Linked DNA regions of Mus musculus: all the other regions are linked to region 4. A link is a contact called in public promoter capture Hi-C data. All regions are on one chromosome and are shown on one strand. The core of a region is the stretch at or near the end of the contact, and the rest is flanking DNA. Distances in the headings are between cores, read along the strand shown. Region 1 holds the start of Sun2 (Sad1 and UNC84 domain containing 2). Region 2 overlaps Ift27 (intraflagellar transport 27). Region 3 holds the start of Tomm22 (translocase of outer mitochondrial membrane 22). Region 4 holds the start of Lgals2 (lectin, galactose-binding, soluble 2).

The links. Promoter capture Hi-C pulls out the DNA fragments that hold promoters and counts their contacts.
Region 1: a contact with region 4 is called in a promoter capture Hi-C map of liver, with 4 times the contacts expected there. The contact joins the promoter of Sun2 here to the promoter of Lgals2 in region 4. A contact is called at or near these places in 2 of 39 promoter capture datasets (both in liver).
Region 2: a promoter capture Hi-C map of pre-B cells shows a contact between it and region 4, with 2.1 times the contacts expected there. The contact joins the enhancer-like site here to the promoter of Lgals2 in region 4. A contact is called at or near these places in 2 of 39 promoter capture datasets (hippocampal neurons and pre-B cells), 1 of 115 datasets of contacts at active chromatin or transcription factors (extraembryonic endoderm stem cells) and 1 of 9 other capture datasets (liver).
Region 3: a promoter capture Hi-C map of liver shows a contact between it and region 4, with 2.2 times the contacts expected there. The contact joins the promoter of Tomm22 here to the promoter of Lgals2 in region 4. A contact is called at or near these places in 2 of 39 promoter capture datasets (both in liver) and 1 of 115 datasets of contacts at active chromatin or transcription factors (bone marrow-derived macrophages).

What each region holds. Positions count from the first base shown.
Region 1 is chr15:79,741,139-79,743,838 of GRCm38.p6, forward strand. Sun2 (Sad1 and UNC84 domain containing 2) reads right to left here and starts at 1,398. Exons shown (of 18, transcript NM_001205345.1): 1 at 1,201-1,398. It overlaps Gm16576 (predicted gene 16576), which reads left to right and starts at 1,560. Exons shown (of 4, transcript NR_045069.1): 1 at 1,560-1,773; 2 at 1,945-2,092.
Region 2 is chr15:78,169,534-78,172,233 of GRCm38.p6, forward strand. The region is part of intron 1 of Ift27 (intraflagellar transport 27); the gene reads right to left. Among named protein-coding and RNA genes, the nearest start is that of Ift27, 3.2 kb to the right of the region's middle. Within about 2 kb of position 1,403, at least 29 of the 459 cell types and tissues checked have an H3K27ac peak or open chromatin away from gene starts, as enhancers often do. A contact at or near this core is called in pre-B cells, where this site is marked.
Region 3 is chr15:79,669,457-79,672,156 of GRCm38.p6, forward strand. Tomm22 (translocase of outer mitochondrial membrane 22) reads left to right here and starts at 1,412. Exons shown (of 4, transcript NM_172609.3): 1 at 1,412-1,552; 2 at 1,717-1,835; 3 at 2,441-2,558. The coding sequence starts at 1,436.
Region 4 is chr15:78,854,257-78,856,956 of GRCm38.p6, forward strand. It overlaps Lgals2 (lectin, galactose-binding, soluble 2), which reads right to left and starts at 1,273. Exons shown (of 4, transcript NM_025622.3): 1 at 1,216-1,273. The coding sequence starts at 1,221.

The sequences.
Region 1 (2,700 bases), core at 148-2,647, 890 kb after region 4:
CTGCTATTCCTGGTGGATAGTGACCTCGCATGGTGGGAAACACCCAAACCCAGACCACAGAAACCAGAAGGTCAGGTTCATCCAGCTAGAAAGACAAGTAGCCTCCTGTCTGGGCTAACTGGCATCTTCCCAGGTGGGATGCCCATCTGGCATCTCTCACTCTCTTCGACTGGTGTTGGTAAAGGGACCAAGTGGTAGTAGCCAAAGCAGGAAGTTGCCTTGGTCCTGGGTTGTATTCCAGTCCTTATAAGGTAGTTCCCCCCATGACTGCCACCCCCACCTGACAGCTCCAGATGCCCATATGCTCCACCTCTTAACCCCTGCCCCGCTGTAGCACATGAAGCCTTTGCCAGGGGGGAAAAGAGTGTAACATGTTTATACAGTGCCCACGCCGCTGTTGCAAGAATCTAAACGTTCTGAGTAGGTGGAGAGGTGGGGCACCGAACACTGCCCCGTGTGCCACCTCCCAGCACTCCCAGAGCGGTGTGGACCTTATCTTTATCTTTCATATTCATCCTGTTGTCACAAAATAGTTTGCCACAGCGGCCATCCAGATTACACAAGATGACAAAGGTCTACCGTGGGGAGCCGCTGAGATAGACACTCCTCCATCCCGCCATTAGTTACAAAACCCTCAAATAAAACATACTTTCCTACTGCAGAGCCTTGGTCCCGAAGATTCCCCTATCCTGGGGAATATTATACGTGACATTTCCACTCCATTTCCCCTGGGACACAAAAAAGTGCTCCAGGCGCTCACCCTCTGTCCTGGCTCTAAGTCACACCCCGGAGCGCGCTGGCTTTGTTTTGTTTTGGTTGGGTTTGGCTGTTTTGGAACTGAGCTAAAAGGGCCCTCCCCCGTACCCCATAACTGTGACAGGCAGCGGTGGCGCAGGCTGAGAACTTCCAGTGCCAGGACTCGGCCTGTGGCACAGCCCTGGTCCGGTTTGGGGCGGCTGGGTCTTGGCTGCCCTCCTCCCCGGAGGCTGCTGGGGAAGTCCCGCCTGGGGACAGCGCCCTCCCCGTGACCGCGATGCGTCAGGGCGCCGGCCCGCGAGTGTCCCGGGGCGTGCGTCGCGCAGGGGCTGGAGTGGCCCGGCCTGGCCGGACAGGGAGGCGCAGGCCCGCGCTTTGGCCGGACGGCGACCCGGGTCAGGCGGGCGCGGGGCCGTGGGGAGGCGGGCCCAATCCCTTCTTTACCTTGCGTGGTTCTTCCCGCGTCGGAGTCCCCCGGGCGGCGCCGCGCACTGGGCCGGGCCGGGCCCGGGGCTGGGGCTGAAACGCGCGCGGAGCGGAGACGCGGGACGGCGCGGGGTCGGTGAGCGGACAATGCGGCCGGCAGAGGACCGCGCTGCGCGAGTGGGGCAGGGCGGTGCGCGCGTGGCCGAGTGTGTATGTGTGCGCCTGTCAATCAACGCTGACAGCCCACAAGTCATTGGCCGGGCCCAGCCGGCCCGCCCCGCCCTCTGCCGCCGCCCATTGGTTGATTTGAACACAAAGGCTCCGGCTCGGCCCGCCCTCCGCGTGGGCCCTGTAGTCCGCGCGTGGGAGGCGGGGGCGAGTACGACCTCCAGGCTGTGGGACCCGAGCGTTCCCTCGCGCATCCGTGCCCACGCGCGCGCGGCGCCGGAGCTCTAAAGGCTTTAGGTGCGGGAGCACACAGGGTGTCATGAAATTGGCCCCAGGATAGGGTCCTGACGCGGCCCCGCGCGGGTGGTTTGGACGCTTACCAGCGTCAGCCGTGTCTGCCCATTTTAAAGACGAGGGAAACAGGTCCGTGGAAGTTTTTTTTGTTTCTTATAAAGAACCCACCCAGAGGGGAAGTTGAGTCTAGAAGATTAATACTATTTAATTTTAAGGTTGAATTTTAAATTCCAAGGTGGGCAGGATACCCATCTTCCCGCACCACCTATTTTTGTTGTTGTTTTTGTTTTTCCAAGACAGGATTTTACTGTCACGGAGATCCACCTACCCCTCTGCCTCCCAGGTGCTGAGATAAGAGTGCACCACCATGTCCAGTCAGAAACCCCAAGTTTGACAGCAGCTTTTCTGTTTTAAAGAAGGCTCCATCCACAGCTGGTTGCAAGAGAAGGTAGGGCTGGCAACACGGTTCTCCTACTTTCCTCCCCCTGGGATGAGTTCCTGACTCCACGGACCTGTCCCCTCCCACCACCACCCCATCTCTCTCTCTCTCTCTCTCTCTCTCTCAAACACACACACACCCCGCCCCCAGAAGATAAAGGAGTGCGACTGGGGATAAACCACTTCTGTTCAATATCTTCTAAGGATGATGAGATCCGGTGTCCTTCACTTTAAAATGCCAAGGGGGTGGGGGGAACTGGGACAAGAAAGACAGTGGTGGTTCACGCCTTTAATCCCAGCACTGGGGAGGCAGAGGCAGGCAGATTTCTGAGTTTGAGGCCAGCCTGGTCTACAGAGTGAGTTCCAGGACAGCCAGGGCTATACAGAGAAAGCCTGTCTCGAAAAGAAAAAAAAAAAAAAAAAAAAAAGCTGGTATCCAAAGGCAGTAGGAAACTGAGGAAATACACACACCCTCATTTTGGATTGGTTCCACTGCCAAATAAAACCAGATCCCCTTTCTAGACCTCCATTGTCCCATCTGGAAATGAGATGCTGTCTACCCTTACAGTATCTTTGGACAATTATGCTAACTATCTTCTTCTTCTTCTCCTTTTCCTT
Region 2 (2,700 bases), core at 153-2,652, 680 kb before region 4:
ATGGGAGTCAAGTCACCACCATCCTGACACCCATTCTGTTCCTAAACCCGGGAGGGAATTGGCTTTTTCTCCCCCTGGGAGATTCCCCACAGATTGGCTTTGGTTAATTTCGTGAATCTTTCTGCTGACTGCCAGTCACCAAGGCTGGCAGCGGGACTCCTGTGTGGGCTGCGAGGAGGGATCTGAGCATGGAGAGGCGGAGGAACTGATAAACACACTCTAGGAGCAACAGGATGACAAGCGGAAAGCCAAACAGCACAGCTGAGAAGCAGGGCATCTGAGGGAGCCGGGGAAACCTCGAGAGCCTCTGAGCCCACGTGGTTGCTGGGTGCAGGGGGGTTTCCCCGGGGCTGCAGCAGGGGCTGGGGGACCAGACTGCCTTGGGAAGGCACCATGGGAGGCTACTCATGACCTCGTAATTAACTGCCATGTCCGGTGGCCACTCCTGGGCTCTCATTAGTGAACTCTCTAGATGGGGTGGTAGCCTGCAGCAATCCCCAACTGCCGTCCACACCCCAACCCACCCCCGTCGTGTAGTTGTGGGGACCCTGCAAGGCTCTATTCTGTCGCCATTGCCTGCTCCTCTGTGCCCCCCCCTCCCCACGTGTTCATCCTCTTCAGTTTTCCAATGGTGTATACTGCTGGGGTCTGTCCTCCATGCTCTGATCTTGGCTCTTCTGCCTCAGACCCTCCCCCTCATCTTAGTTTGGGGCTCATGCATGTGAGGAGAGGGCTCTGCTCCTGCTACATCCACAGCCCTGGCTTCTCTCATTCCTTGATCCTTGCTGCCCTAGGCCGGGTCCTTCCCAGCTGGCTGTGTTTTCAGCCCTTGTGGGGGCTTCTACTCTTTTCTGTAGTTTGACTGGCCACAGCCACCACCATGTCTCACCACAGACCTGAGTGATTTCTCTATCTCCTTCTGCTCATCATGCCGCCGTGGACCCGATATCCTCGCTGTCCGAGGATGCTGGGGATGTGGTCACTACCTCCTCCCCATCCTGCTGTCTCCTCTCCCGTCCTTCTGGTTCTGGGCTCTCTCTCAAGCCTACACTTTGGGCACTTGCCCCACAATCCAAGGTTGCCCCAGGAGCTCAAACATCATCTGTAGAGCTGGGAGCCCCCTCTTTGGGCTTCTCTCTGTCCGGCCCTGGAGGTGGTGATCCCTCTACCTGACTAACCCCAGTGCCTCTATGTGACAGTCACTGATGTAGAGCGTAGTTGTCGGGACTCACGTCTGTCCTGAACACAGAAATGGACTGGCTTGCACTTGGCTCTGGGGCTGTGCTGAGTCCTCTACCAGAAGAAACAGGTTCTGGCGGCGGCAGTGTGGCACGTGGTAACATTGCCCTAGTGTGACTGAGCTGAGTTCTGTCCCCGCCAGGCATCGCCCCTCCCCAGAGGCCTGTGCCTAGCTCAGTGACTTCCTTCCGGGTCTGCACCACCGCTGCATGTCTCTGCTCCTTCGGGCTGACTCCAGTCTCTCACGGTCACAAACTGATTCTGTCTTTAACTTTCTGTGACTCCCACGCCCAGCTCAGCCTCACCAGAGAGGCAGTCATAGAACAGACCGGCGGTGAGTCCTCTCATTCTCCCACAGCATGCATCCGTAGCTCTTCCATCAACTCCTAGGTGACCACTCCAACGGTCCCCAGCTGTCCCTTATAGATAATCCCAGCACTCGGGAGGCAGAGGCAGGTGGATTTCTGAGTTCGAGGCCAGCCTGGTCTACAAAGTGAGTTCCAGGACAGCCAGGGCTATACTGGTTTGAAACCCTGTCTCGAACCCCCCCCCCCCAAAAAAAAAGAAAGAAAGAAAGAAAAAAAGAAAGAAAAAGAAAGTCTGGACAGGCGTGCTTGCTCTTTCTTCCTTGGACCTCCCCCAGCCCCCCGCAACACACACACACACACACACACACACACACACACACACACACACACACACACACACACACACACACGCAATCCTCTTTCTAATCCAGCTCCAAATCCTGTCCTTTCTCTCTGTGCCACTTAAGGCCTCAGTGCTCTGTGGCCACTTTGCTACATCTGTAAGTTAGGCCAACAGCTTTTGTGAAGGACCCACTACAGAATGTTGCCAGAGTTAATGAACCAGTGTGTGCCGTGTTGGTGCACCTGGCTGTTGGTTCAATAAATGAAACACAGTTGCCTGTCAATGGTGCTCCCTCTCTCTGCCTCTCAAGCCAAAGAAGCCGCAGCTGTGTCTGAGGCACTCAGCAAAGGCTCATACAGTACACAAAGGGCCCATGAGTCACACACTTGCACTTCTGGGCTCTTCCTGGTGGGGGCGTGGGGCGACTGCAGCTTGCATGGTGACTCAATGTATTAGATGCTCAATAAACATCTGCTGAGTGACTATATGTGTGGACCGGTGATTATGTGAGCCTACAAGGAGTGAAAAGAAAAAGCCAGGGGAAGAGGAAGGGTGTGTGTGTGTGTGCCCTCGCGCGCGTGCGCATGTGCACTTAAGGGAGGTGTGGAGATTAGGAATCTGAATGTGGTTCCATTGGGGTCTGGTGGTCCCTGGATACTCCTAAGGGAAAAGAGCCTGGAGGTGGTTTTTTAGTTAGCCAGAAGCTGTAGCCTGTGGATCAGGGTCTTCATTGCTCTGGGCCTTGCTTGCCTCATCTTACATGAGAACTGGCTGGTAGCTTTGAGCATTTGGCCAGAAGACTGTGAGGGA
Region 3 (2,700 bases), core at 162-2,661, 820 kb after region 4:
CAATTTTGCAATAGTTGAAAACCCTTTTACTGTTAAGCAGACTCTCTTAAACTTACGTATAAGCCGAGCACGATGTTGCATGAGTTTAATCCCAGCACTTTGGAGGGAGAGGCAGGTGAATTTCTGTGCGTTGAATGTTTTCATAGAGAGTTCCAGGACAGCCAAGCCTGGAACTTAAAAAAAAAAAAAGTAATAATAATAGATCATGTTTGTGGCTCAGTTGGTAGAATAAAGGCCTGGTTTTGATTCCTGTGTGGTGACACACCTGTGGCCTTAGTTCGAGGTGGAGGCAGGAGGATCAGAAACTCAAGGTCATCCACAAAATGAGTTCAAGGCTAGCCTGGGCTACATGAAACCGTGCTTTTAATGTGTGTGTGGGCCCAGGGGTGGGGGGGAATGAAATGAATAAGTGGTTTAAAGATGCTTGCTGCTGCAGGGTGTGGTGGCCCACGCCTTTAATCCTAGCACTCGGGAGGCAGCGGCAGGCAGATTTCTGAGTTTGAGGCCAGTCTGGTCTACAAAGGACAGCCAGGGCTACACAGAGAAACCCTGTCTTGAAAAAAAAACCCAAAAAAATGCTTGCTGCTGAGTGTGAATTTGATCCCCAGGCCCCACGTGGTGGAAGAAAAGTGTTGTGAATATTCACCAGAGAAGACCGAGTAGACATGGGCTTTAAGCCATAGAAAATCTTTATTAGCCAGTGTTTAGGATCTCAGTATAGCCTAGCAAGCCTTTCTCAGAGTGAGCTTTTAAGCACACACTCGCACATACACACACACAACAAAAAACACGGAGTCAGTTGTGCTAAGGTCTGGGGCCCTGTTACAGAGAGGATCAACTGCAAGTGTCCTCTGACCTCCATAAGTACACATATTGCTCACTTGTGGTGGTGCACGCCTTTAATCCCCGTACTCGGGAGGCAGTAGCAAGTGGATCTCTGAGTCTACAGAGAGTTCCAGGACAGCCCAGGGCTATACAGAGAAACCTGGTCTCAAAAATTAAGCCGGGCGTGGTGGCGCAGGCCTTTAATCCCAGCACTCGGGAGGCAGAGGCAGTCGGATTTCTGAGTTCAAGGCCAGCCTGGTCTACAGAGTGAGTTCCAGGACAGCCAGGGCTACACAGAGAAACCCTGTCTCGAAAAACCAAAAAAAAAAAAAAAAAAAAATTAAATAAACAAAAACCAGATCTCTCTAAAATATGCAGTTTCGGAGCCAAGCCCAGACCCAACGGCACAGAATAGCTGAGAAGCACCCGCATCTCTCCCTGAACATACTCTTACAGTCAGTTGAAATTAAGAGGCTGGCGACACCAAGGGGGCGAGCTGGAGGAGACGCCAACGCTTTCTCTCTAGCCAGCCCGGCTCGCTTCCGGAAGACGCTCTGTCCAGGGGTGGGCCGCTTCGCCTGCTCTCTTCCGCTTCCGGTGTCCTACAGCCATGGCCGCCGCCGTCGCTGCAGCCGGCGCTGGGGAGCCTCTGTCCCCCGAGGAATTACTCCCGAAAGCCGAGGCAGAGAAAGCCGAGGAGGAGCTGGAAGAAGACGACGACGACGAGGTGCTAGGGCTGGCGGGGAGCGGGGCGAGGGCGGGCGGTTGGGGCGTGGACGCCGCGAGCCGAGAGGGCGGCTTCTCCGCGCGGCACGGAAGGGCCAGGCCCGGGGCTCGGCGGTTGCGGTGCTGCTGCCGCTTCACCGACGACCCACGCCTCCTCCACCACAGCTAGACGAGACCCTGTCGGAGAGACTCTGGGGTCTGACGGAGATGTTTCCCGAGAGGGTCCGGTCAGCCGCCGGAGCCACCTTTGACCTCTCGCTCTTCGTGGCTCAGAAGATGTACAGGTAAAAGGGCCGACGGAGAGCCACCGGGAGCGGGCATGGACGGGTGACGGGTGCTGTCAAAGGACAGCGGGCCTCGGGAGTCGCAGAGCAGAGTTTGAGTGACCTTGGATTCATTGTCATACCCCGAGTGTGGTTGGTCTTCTGCAGAAGGGAGTTCTTTTTTTTTTTTTAAAGATTTATTTATTTATTTATTATATGTAAGTACATTGTAGCTGTCTTCAGACACTCCAGAAGAGGGGGTCAGATCTTGTTACGGATGGTTGTGAGCCACCATGTGGTTGCTGGGATTTGAACTCTGCACCTTCGGAAGAGCAGTCGGGTGCTCTAACCCACTGAGCCATCTCACCAGCCCCAGAAGGGAGTTCTTAACCTGGCGGGGTCGTTATGAGACTAAGGTTACGTATATACGAGGCTTATAAGAATGCACTGTATCGCTAGGTAATTACTGCTCCTCTTGCCTCTGCCAGGACTCTGGGGGCAAGGAATTGGTAGGGTACGCTTTTAGAAGATCGAGGGCGGTACTGCACGTCCTGTTCCAGGTTCGGTCCTAGCCGGAGTGCCGGCTTTCCTTTTCATGACGCCTCATCCACTCTTTCCCTCTGCAGATTTTCCAGGGCAGCTTTGTGGATTGGGACCACTTCCTTCATGATCCTGGTTCTTCCCGTTGTCTTTGAGACAGAAAAGTTGCAGATGGAGCAACAGCAGCAACTGCAGCAACGGCAGGTGAGCACATGTTCTTCTTGGCGGTGGGCCAACCGCAGAGCCCCAGGAGATTGGCACTTAACCCCAAGTGGGAGCAGGTCCCTGTACTTTCAGGTACTTGGCAGTGTAGAATTTGCCTGCCCCTCATGTGTGACAGAAGGGA
Region 4 (2,700 bases), core at 23-2,522:
AGAAACTTCACAGGAGCCAGATCGGAACACAGGCTCTCGAGAGTGTGCCAATACTCTTGCAATATGTAGATATTAGCCACCTATGGTTTCATCTTGAGCCTCAGTTTCCCTCCCTCCATACTTCTCTCCCTCCCTTCTTCCTTTTCTCTTTCTCTCTTTTTTCTTTCTTTCTCTCTCTCTCTCTCTTTCCTTCCTTCCTTCCTTCCTTCCTTCCTTTTCTTCCATTCTCTCTCTCTCTCTCTCTCTCTCTCTCTCTCTCTCTCTCTCTCTCTCTCTCAACAGGATCTCAGTATGTAGCTGGAACTCATTATATACACCAGGCTGGCCTCAAACTCAGAAATCCCCCTGCCTCTGGCCTTTGAATCCTGGGCTTGCCAGTTGCGCCGTCACATCCAGTTTATGCAGTGCTGGAGATCAAACCCTGGGCTATATGCATGGTGGACAAGCACTTTACCCACTCAGCTTGTTCCATGCAGTTCCTCTGGAAGCGTGATATTTTCTGGTGCTGGAGTTCCAACCCAGGGCCTTGCACTGGCTAAATCACCGCACATGCTATATCGTTGGTCTGGGCCCTTCCCCCAGCCCCTGCCCTACAACTCTCATCTTTATGAGACTCAGTAGAGGTCGGCAGTAATAATTAATACGACTGTTGCTGTCCTCAAAGAGGGAAAGGAAAGTTCTGGCCCTGAACTTGGTGGTGACAGAGAGACAGACAGCTTCAATGCTAAGGGTTTGAGAGATTATCCACCAGTTTTCTTCTTTTAGTTTTAGAGACAGGGTCTCTCTACATAGCTCTGGCTATCCTGGAGCTCACTCTCTATAGACCAGGCTGGTCTTGAACTCAGAGATCCTCCTGCCTCTGTCTCCCTAGTGCTGGGATTAAAGGCATGTGTCACCAGCTTGGCAACCCAGCTTTCTTTTTGGTTCTCCGGGAGAAACTGACACAAAGAGAAGGGTGGCAATAATGGACCCCAGAAGCCGGGTGGTGGTGGCACTTGGGAGGCAGAGGCAGGTGGATTTCTGAGTTCAAGGCCAGCCTGGTCTAAAAAATGAGTTCCAGGACAGCCAGGGCTACACAGAGAAACCTTGTCTTGAAAAAACAAACAAACAAACAAATAAATAAACAAACAATGGACCCCAGAACCCCCCAACCCACACACTCTAGCAAAGACACATGAGCAGAAGGAAGTGGGTGCAGAGGGCCAGCATCCTCACCGACATGGTGACAGCTCCTGGCCACAGCTCTCCCAGTTGCTCCTAGAGGTTTGTGCTCAAGGTATCCCCTCTTGGTCAGGCTTATAATCCCAGAGTATTACACATTAACCACCCCGAGGCCATAAATAAGGACTTTGGACCTTTATCTCCTAATATCACCCGGTCTGTATATGCAGGCACTCACTCAACAAACAGGAAGATGGCTCCTCACTCACTCTGACTCGATCGTGAGCATCCCTCTGGCCCCGCTTCTGGCAATTCCTACCAGCCTCCGTGGTCAGTACTCCACAAAGCCCAAGGGAGGATGCCCTAGTGCCACCCCCACACAAACCACAAACACCCCGATCTTGGCAGGCCATCCAACCTCTTTGCTGAGCCCAGCTCCTACAACCACAAAAAGACAGGCTGGCTCTGTTAAAAGATGTCCAAGCTTCTAATTTTCAGTGTGTCTGTGAGTCATTCAAAGACTTTTTTCTCCCTTCTCTCATCCATGCTTTTTCTGATTATACATATAATTTGTTTCTTTTTTTTTCTTCTTGTGAAACAGAGTCTGACCATTTAGCCCAGGTTAGCCTTGGACTCTCTATTCTCACACTTCTGCCCCAAGTGCTGGGATTACAGGCAGGAAACACTATATCTGGCTGCACACATTTTGCTTCAAAAGTGGTAGATTCACATCTAGGGCCAGTGAGATGGCTCGACGGATAAAGGTGCCTGCTGCCAAGCCTAACCACCGGGGTTTGCTTCCCGGAGCTCACATGATGGAAGGAAAGAACCAACTCTTGCAAGGTGTCCCCTCTGACCTCCACACATGGACCATGGCACATGTGCACACACAAATAAGTATAACTGAAGTGCTTAAAAACGGGCGGAAGAAGATGCCAAAAGTCAACTATTCTGCGAGGGCTGGGTGGTTCAGTGGTGTGCTGTATCCTCAGGATGCATGCCCTGTGGCTTCCATCCCTGGCACCATGCACAAAAGAGCTTGGTTCTGCTGGGACACAGACCAAACGTGCAGGAGGGAACCCAAGGGTTCGGGACACTGGGGGTTTCTGTCCTTCGCCCTTTATGCCTATGAATTTTGTGGTAGTTGGGGTCCATATACACAATTAGATACTGTCAAGAGGAAGAAACCTGACGTAGTTCCTCTGCTGGGAGGGAACCTGTGCTGCCCGTCCTTCCAGTGGGTTTGTACCACAGACAGGTCTCTACAGTTGTTTATCCTACTTCATTTGGGAACACTGAGGCTCACAGATCTGCACTTCAGAATCAGATGTCGCTGGCTGTGAAACACTCCAGCTCTCCAAGGCTTAGTTTATAGAAGCCATGTCCTACCTCTGAGCACTACTTCATCTTAGTCTGCCCCATTAAAAAACGCTACTCCCAGGCTGGAGAGATGGCTCAGTGGTTAAGAGCACTGACTGCTCTTCCAGAGGTCCTGAGTTCAATTCCCAGCAACCACATGGTGGCTCACAACTATCTGTA